Regions from separate parts of the Danio rerio genome. Here regions 1 and 2 are each linked to region 3. Evidence: chromatin contacts called from public Hi-C data. All regions are on one chromosome and are shown on one strand. The core of a region is the stretch at or near the end of the contact, and the rest is flanking DNA. Distances in the headings are between cores, read along the strand shown. Region 1 holds the start of wasa (WASP actin nucleation promoting factor a). Region 2 holds the start of stk38a (serine/threonine kinase 38a). Region 3 holds the start of suv39h1b (SUV39H1 histone lysine methyltransferase b).

The links. Hi-C and Micro-C count contacts between places; a contact is called where the count stands out from the background.
Region 1: a Hi-C map of hematopoietic stem cells shows a contact between it and region 3, with 1.8 times the contacts expected there. The contact joins the promoter of wasa here to the promoter of suv39h1b in region 3. A contact is called at or near these places in 1 of 18 Hi-C or Micro-C datasets (hematopoietic stem cells) and 1 of 4 datasets of contacts at active chromatin or transcription factors (embryo).
Region 2: a Hi-C map of hematopoietic stem cells shows a contact between it and region 3, with 2.3 times the contacts expected there. The contact joins the promoter of stk38a here to the promoter of suv39h1b in region 3. A contact is called at or near these places in 2 of 18 Hi-C or Micro-C datasets (hematopoietic stem cells and an unstated tissue).

What each region holds. Positions count from the first base shown.
Region 1 is chr8:27,524,137-27,526,836 of GRCz12tu, forward strand. wasa (WASP actin nucleation promoting factor a) reads left to right here and starts at 1,446. Exons shown (of 14, transcript XM_073910429.1): 1 at 1,446-1,828; 2 at 2,562-2,694. It also overlaps a transcript of stk38a not described here.
Region 2 is chr8:27,501,740-27,504,439 of GRCz12tu, forward strand. It overlaps stk38a (serine/threonine kinase 38a), which reads right to left and starts at 1,417. Exons shown (of 14, transcript NM_213456.1): 1 at 1,357-1,417.
Region 3 is chr8:27,657,924-27,660,623 of GRCz12tu, forward strand. suv39h1b (SUV39H1 histone lysine methyltransferase b) reads right to left here and starts at 1,416. Exons shown (of 6, transcript NM_001126482.1): 1 at 988-1,416. The coding sequence starts at 1,006. It overlaps tmem9 (transmembrane protein 9), which reads left to right and starts at 1,525. Exons shown (of 5, transcript NM_199866.2): 1 at 1,525-1,923; 2 at 2,572-2,663. The coding sequence starts at 1,810.

The sequences.
Region 1 (2,700 bases), core at 196-2,695, 130 kb before region 3:
ACTTCGCACCATTACTAAATACTCTGCAGTGTCTTCATGGGACAATAAAATATTCATTCATTGGATGTACGCCCTGCTGAAAAAAGAAAAACAGCTTAAACCAACCTAGGCTGATTGACTTGTTGAGCAGTCTGGTTTTAGAGTTGGGTATGAAGGGGTTTTGGTCATTTCTAAGCTGGTTTTAGCTATTTGTAGCCTGGTTTAAGCAATAAGCTGGAGATGGCTGGTTTGCTCTGGGCCCTCAACCTGATCAAGTTGGTAAACTCCCAGTCTGACCAGCTAAGACCAGACTGGAAATAGCTGAAACCAGCCTGGAAATGGCCAAAACCTCTCTAACTAGGCTGGTGGTTGACCAGCTAAAACCATCTTAGGCTCGTTTAAGCTATTTTTTCAGCAGCACGCTTCAGAATCTTGCCAGAAGTAGGCTTCTTGCCTACTGTGTTTCAATTATTATGAATTTTGATGTATTATTTGGCTCCCATACTGTTTTTCACATAGGCTACTATAGAGAAGTAGCCTATGCAATTTTCATTTTCATTCAGTCTTCCTACTTTTTTAAGTTTATAGCATGTAGGCCTATGTTTTCTGTAACATGACTGCATAACCTGTCATCTCTGAACATTATATTTTATTCTGCGATTATACAATCATTCAAAATCATACCTCTAACGCAGCACCGTTTTGTTAAAAATGGTTGCCATACACTACATACACATTTTTCTAGCTATATAACAAATCTAATTTGCTTGAATACATCAGCAATCAGAATTGTCCATGCAAAATTAAGGTTAATGGATTATTAAAACTGTTGATGGGAATTTTTAGTTTTGTCCCATATGTAATAAATTCCCACTTTTCTCCAGAAGGTGGCGCCCTTGATTGAATATGCGTCCACCATTTTCAAAATCACTTGTCAAATGTTTTTTTTTTTTTTTTGGTCTTTTTAATCGTTTTATGTTTTAAATTATTCAATACCTTGCTGAAAAAATACAGAATTGGTTTCCACTGCAGATACCATTAAAGCCCTACAATCCATCAATTAACTTTTAGAACCATTTTGATGGTTACTATCTAATGTGTTTTGGGGAAATATTCTATTAGAATTTATTGGATTAACATGCCATCAATAAAAGGCCAAAAGTAAAGCACTAATACAATTTCCATTAAAACCAATGTCATTTCTATAATAACCATTTTGATGGATTCTTTAAATTTCATTTCAGCAGGTAAAGGAATACTACATCCAGAAATTTCCCTCGGGCCTAGGGCTGGAACGGGTCAAAATTTCCACTATATGTAATTTGGTTGTATTTTATACATATTTTTTGTCTTTTATTTAAGTATTTCTATCAGTGTAGGATTTATATGTTTAATAATTAACTGTGATTAAATGCGAGTTTAAAATGTGTAAAATACTATTTTGATGGCACCAGAAATATTTACTTAGTAGACAAAAAAATCGAACATTTAAAAAGTACTGATAATTTGTAGAAATTACCAATAGTATATTTGTATTTTTTCATGTCTTGGATTAAGTTAATGTGTAAAATACAGGGGTGAGAGAATCTATACCTCAAAACAGGCAGACTTCAATAGAGCTGGACAACAAAAGCTAAACATTTCTTTTAATATTTCTTAGGTTTCTTCTATGGCTCATATTTCGTATGGTGTAGCTTAGCCTAGCCTACTAGAGCTACTTGTGTAACTCCAAAATTAGCATTTTTTCCCGAAGTAACGTTAGCAGTAGGCTCAATAGAGAAACGCAAAAACAGTAACGTTAGCCTGTTTACAGAATGAACTGACCTGCACTTGACGTCATGAGCATCAGGTCAGTAATTCTGCTACATATCACTGTTGTTTCTTGGAGAGGATGAACTCTTTTCGCTACAAATGGACGCATTTTCTCTATCCTCAAGTCCCTCGAATTCGTTTGACACCGTGAAAGCACGTGGCCCGTTGGTAGTCAATACAGGTTCATGATTCGGTTTCATCCATATTTTACACTCTATGGTTTCATCATAAAATGCCGAATTCAGAAATGAATAATTTGTAGGCCTACTTTATGATTATGAAAAATAATTATTATGACGACATTGATACTCGTTTAAATTCAGCTCATTATTATTGATTAGGGGTTCAATAATAATAATAAAAATCTAATTTATATGTAGAATTAATAGATAAATGGCAGTGGTCCACACCTGCTCAAGCAGTTTTTTTTTTTTTTTTTCAGCAGAACATAATGGTTTGTTTTATGTGCTGGGTTAGATTCACATACTTTCCCCACATATTTTGTAAAGGGAAGAGAATTGATTGTTTTCGTGTTTATCTGCACTCTGTGTCTTCAGTGGTTCACTTGCGCTGGCTCTTCTTAGCGAGCTGGACACAACAATCTGGAGTCGTTTGGTCACATTTTGTATGTTTCAACAGAGACTCTTATCACACTTTTACAAACACATTTTTTGGCACACAAATGTGTTTTTGAAGCTTTGTACAACTACAAAATGATAACCACTAAAGTGACACAGAATGTTTTAACAATGTTTTTGGTTTCTTTATAGCTTTAAACATCTCAGGACCATTGCTGCCAATGAAGGATGAGATAGCTTATGTATTTCACCAATATAAGAATAAATAAATACATTTGTATTTAGTAGATGAAAGAAGGTCACAGGAAATTGGAATGAGATAAGGGTGAGT
Region 2 (2,700 bases), core at 167-2,666, 160 kb before region 3:
AGAGCGCCAGTACAAAATGACCCTCCACATCAAAAGCTACTGGTCAGTCCAGAAAAACAGATCTTATTTAACCAACATCCAGCATGCTATAGACCTGAACAGTACAGTGACTTACTTTAAAGCCAAAGAAAATAAAGATATCCAAAGATGCCTTTTCAAGTTAAAAAGAAATCAAGTGTTTATTAAACGTATTAAGACAACAGAAGTCAATGATTTATTAAAATTATTTAGCTTGGCACTTGTTTCAAAATATTTTAAATGTTAATTTTTTTTTTTACTATGGAATAGTAAATTCCATGGAAAAATAAGTTTTAACCAGACATTTAAAAACACCATATTTTCCTGCAGTAATCATAATATCGTGATACCAGCAAACCGTGATATTTTTACCCAAGGTTATCATACCATCATAATCTTATACCGGCCCATGCCTAATACACTATTGATCAAAAGTTTGGGTTCAGTCAAACTTTTAGATGTTTTAAAGTAAGCTTATCCTGCTCACCAAGGCTGCTTTTATTTAATCAAAACTACAGTATAAATTGTACAATTGTGAAATGTTATTGCACTATAAAACAACTAATAATTTAATTTAATCATTTATTTCAGTGATTTTAATGATGAATTTTAGCTTCAGAGTCACAAGATCCTTCAGATTTTACTGTAATATTAATTATTACTGTTATTATTACTAATAGTAATGATAATTAAAGCAATGATGACTGAGGTAATAATTTCATTTGAAACCACATGCAATAAGTAATACATATATACAAATCTGACAGTGCAAAGCCAAACTGTCTATTTGCATTTTGTACATTTCAAAAGTAAACCCAAGCCTTATGACCTCTTTAAACTCAAAGAATAAATGTGCGACTAATGAAATAAAGTCGAGACTCGAGTCTGAAAATTAAAACAAAAAGATATGAGCACGTGAACTGATAAAAAACACAGAATCTTTATTCACGGACGGACAAAAAAACAACACTGTAAACACTAAAGTTTGACAGAGTAAACCCACACGATTAGTGAGTTTAGCCATGGTGCAATTTCTAAGCAAAACTAACACTAATGGATGAACACTAGCCACAGACTAATCCTTAAAAACATAAACAAAAAGTGTGAAACGCAAAAACATCATCAGTAGAGTATTAGGACTGTCAGTCTGCTAGCAGCAGTCGCTAACTGTCTGTTCAGACTCGTCTGCTCTCAAAGCAAAGTGAGAAACGGCTGAAATCCTGCTTAGTGTCTATTTAGAGCTCAAGCGACATGTGTAAAGTAAGCAGAAATAACGAAAGAAAAATATTAGTTACTCGTAAACACAGTGTTACTTTGAAAAAGTACTTGTTTGCTTACCTTCCACTCGACCTCAAACTGACTCGAGCTAGTAGACGACGACGGACATTATTTCCTTCTTCCGGGTTTGTGCTCGAGGTAAGCAGGGGAACAAAATAAAAGTCTCCGCTCTGGTGGTCTTGTAGGTCTTTGTCTTCGTAGTTAATTTAAACAAAAAACTCTATTCAGTTTGTTACAATTAACATTAAGGCATCATGTGTTTATGTTCGTCAAAATATTAAATAACAGAATACAAAAAGTCATTCATTCATTTTCTTTTTTCGGCTTAGTCCCTTTATTAATCTGGAGCCGCCACAGTGGAATGAACCATCAACTTATCCAGCATATGTTTTTACGCAGCGGATTCCCTTCCAGCTGCAACCCATCTCTGTAAAGCATCCATACACATTCATACTCATACACTACAGACAATTTAGCTTACCCAATTCACCTGTTCATATCTTTGGACTGTGGCGGAAACCGGAGCACCCGTGAACACAGGGAGAACATGCAAACTCCACACAGAAACACTGACTGACCCAGCCGAGGCTCGAACCAGCAACCCAGTGACCTTCTTGCTGTGAGGTGACAACCTACTGCGCCACTGTGTTGCCACAATTAGTCCTATTGACGAATAATAACCTATTAAATATTAACTTAATTAATTAACCTATTAAACTATTATATTCTAAATATGATCAATGCTATAGTAAATCATTACATGTATACTGATGATTTGGCTATCTTTTCCCCAAGTAGGGCTGGTTTTCAGCAGCTGCTACTTTATTTCAATAGTGCTTTTACAATGTAGATGTCAAAGCAGCAGCTTAACATAAAGCTCTAGTCAATTGAAAGTTCAGTTTAGTTCAGTTGAGTGTGTTTTAATTTACACTACTGAAAGTCAAAAACACTGAAAAACAAATCCAGCTTCACAAGTTCCAAGCCAAGCCAGCCATTGGTGAGGAACAAACTTTACTGATTGACAAAAGTGAAGGAAAAAGCCTTGAGAAAAAACAGACTGAAGCCAGTCCCCTGGCCAAACTTTCTGTGCAGAGCTGCAGTCTGGGAGGCGAAAGAGATATAATGTGCAAAATAATACTAACCAAAGGACATAGAGATATGATTTTTCTAGATTTTTATTTGTCAGGGCAAGTTTGAAATGTTAGTAAAACGGTTTTTATTTAGGGCTATATAGGGCATGTCATACTGAGATATGAGTGATAATGATAGCAATAGGATATGAGCACCACTGATGTGATCCAAGACCAGCGACAAGATGATCCCAAGGTTTACATAATCCTGGACAAGGCTGTATCCTAAGCAGCTGCTGTGGTGGTCTTGGAGGAGTGGAGAGTATGTGACTGA
Region 3 (2,700 bases), core at 166-2,665:
CACACATGACAAAATATAATTTTCTTTAAAAAAAAATTTTATGAAACAACCGTAATCACTACTTTGTACATATTTTGTTATGTTACTTAAACTATTAAGTTGTTTTGAAATAATATTACAAAAATGTATTGTAATGTACTGTGTATTTGTAAATGTATTTAATTAATTAAAAGTGAAATAGTCTTCAAATAATATTATGTAGCTAATAACATGGACTACAAACATTTTCAAGATATTTGATCATAAAACTCTAAAAACCAACAACAAACCAAAGCCAATTAAACCAACTTACAATATTGTCATGTTATCAAAGTAATAGCAACATTAAAACTTCTTATCAAAATATATTGTGAGAATAGACTCCCTAACAAGATAGTGATTATAGTTTCTCGTATAACTTTAATAAAATATATAACGTTAGATCTACAAAAACAATACAAAAGAGTAATGTACAGATCTGCTTCCTTCATGCTTTATGGAATAACGTTACATTAGTAAGTTAATCTTTACAGGGCTGGTCGCGAGCATCTTCGCTAACCAATGGGCCATTTAAACACTTTAACAAAGCTAAACTAAGAGTATTCACAGGCTGAATTGGTATTTTAGTGTATTCATTTGCTTTTAAATATGAATTACTTAGCAAAGGAAAATAAAAACGTTAGCTAAACACCGAAAAGTATGCTAAAACTGCGCATATGCGAGATATGTAACATTGTACAACTTAACAAAACTTCAGAAAACAATCTGGACAGGGGAACAAGCGATTGTCGAAGAGTTTGTTAAACGTGTTTCAGGAGCGCGCGCTGGCCATAACACCGACCTACCGTGAATTTGTATCAGCAACTTGCAGCAAATAATGTTTTAAAACTCGGGGCTTATTTCCGGGTTACCTCCGAGAAAACATGTCGTTTAACCAACTCGGGCTATAGATCAGACTTATATTGAATAAACTGTTGTTTGTGAACGATTAACACGGCATATTCTTACCTTTCAAATTTTCCGCCATCGTCTCACGCCGCCAAAACTATGGAACTAAAGGCTGCTCGGTGGTTGGATGCGCCCCGTCTGAGTGACGGGTTGAGCAACCAATAGTGGCAGAGTATTTAAATCGGGAAGAGTTTATGCAAAATGCCACATTCGTTAAATGTGTGAACTTTGAGGAAAAATAGATCTTAATTTGACTGATTTTACAGGCAGATATGGATAATATTTTGAAGACACTAACGTTAGTTATCTGTGAGATGCTTTCCATTTAACGGTTACCCATTTAATTACTCTAGAATGGTTAATTTTTGGTGTCCAGGCGAGACAAAAAAGTCAATACGATTTTTTGAACTAAGGCTTTAATTTCATAATCTAACATCTAGGAAACAAAAAGGCTGTTTACGTCACTCAAAGTAAAAACGGAGATGTGCTGTAAAGTCTTTTATTTTGCTTTTCGCCGGTTATGAAGGCGGCATAGATCTATCTATGCGAAGGCGGGACATGTAGAGTGTCATCGTCACGTGACAGTGTGACGTAAACATTCATGAACTTCCGGGAAAAGTCAACAAATGCGTTGATGTAAATACTGTCTGTATGTTTGTGCGTTTAGTTTTGCATTTCTGCGTGTAACATTTTATGTATTTGTACCTCCTTATGTAATTTTATTTCCTCTAAAATACGCAATATAGACAGGAGAAGGCCTAAACGGCGAAACCGGTTGTCTGCCAGCCTCTTATTAATGCGGCATAGACCATTTACTAACTGATTATAAGTACATTGTTTACAGTACAACCATCACCTTTAGCTAAACGACAAATAATTTAAATGTATTATTTTACAGGCGTCATGTCCTTCATTGCACAAAGTCTCCGGACACCAGTAATTTTCCTGGCGTTTCTTGTTCTCATAGAAGTGGTGTCGTTTGCTTCTGCAGATAAGGTACAGTTTTACTGGCTTATTTTCACCTGTATTCTTATGTTTTAAAACCTCTATATGTAAATAAACGTGAAAAAAGGCAACATTTCGAATGTTACCAGGTTTTGACATGTTATTAATGCAATTAGCATTTTTCATTCATTTTCCTTCGGCTTAAGTCCCTTATTTATCAGGGGTCCCCACAGCGGAATGAACCGCCAACTTATCCAGTAGATGTTTTACACAGCAGAAGCCCTTCCAGCTGCAACCCAGTACTGGATTAGCACTTAGCATTTTTTTATAACAAAAAAAAACTAAAACTAAATCTTTGGAGTATTAACCTATACAAACTACTCCAGAAAAGAAACCTTAATAGTTTGTCAATAGGTTTACATTTGCACGTTAATCAGCAAAATTGTGTAAAAGATGTCTGAGATATGGAGGAAGGACTTACTGAGGTTGATGATATGATTTAACAAAAGTTTTTTTGACCCCCTATATTTATACTAATGTGCTTTATATACCTATCCTAAAAATAAATAAATGAGCATAACTCTAACATGAATTGTGTATAATTTAAAAAAAGTTCAAATTCCTTGCTAAATACTGTGCCTTTCTTCATTTTAGAGAAATCATTTGTCTCTTTCTGAAAATAATATGTTGCTTTCACAGAGTTTTGAAGATGTGCGTTGCAAGTGCATCTGTCCACCTTACAGAAACATCACTGGACATATATACAAAAAGAATGTGACCCAGAAAGACTGGTAAGACTCTAGACCAGGGGTGCCCAAACTTTTTCTT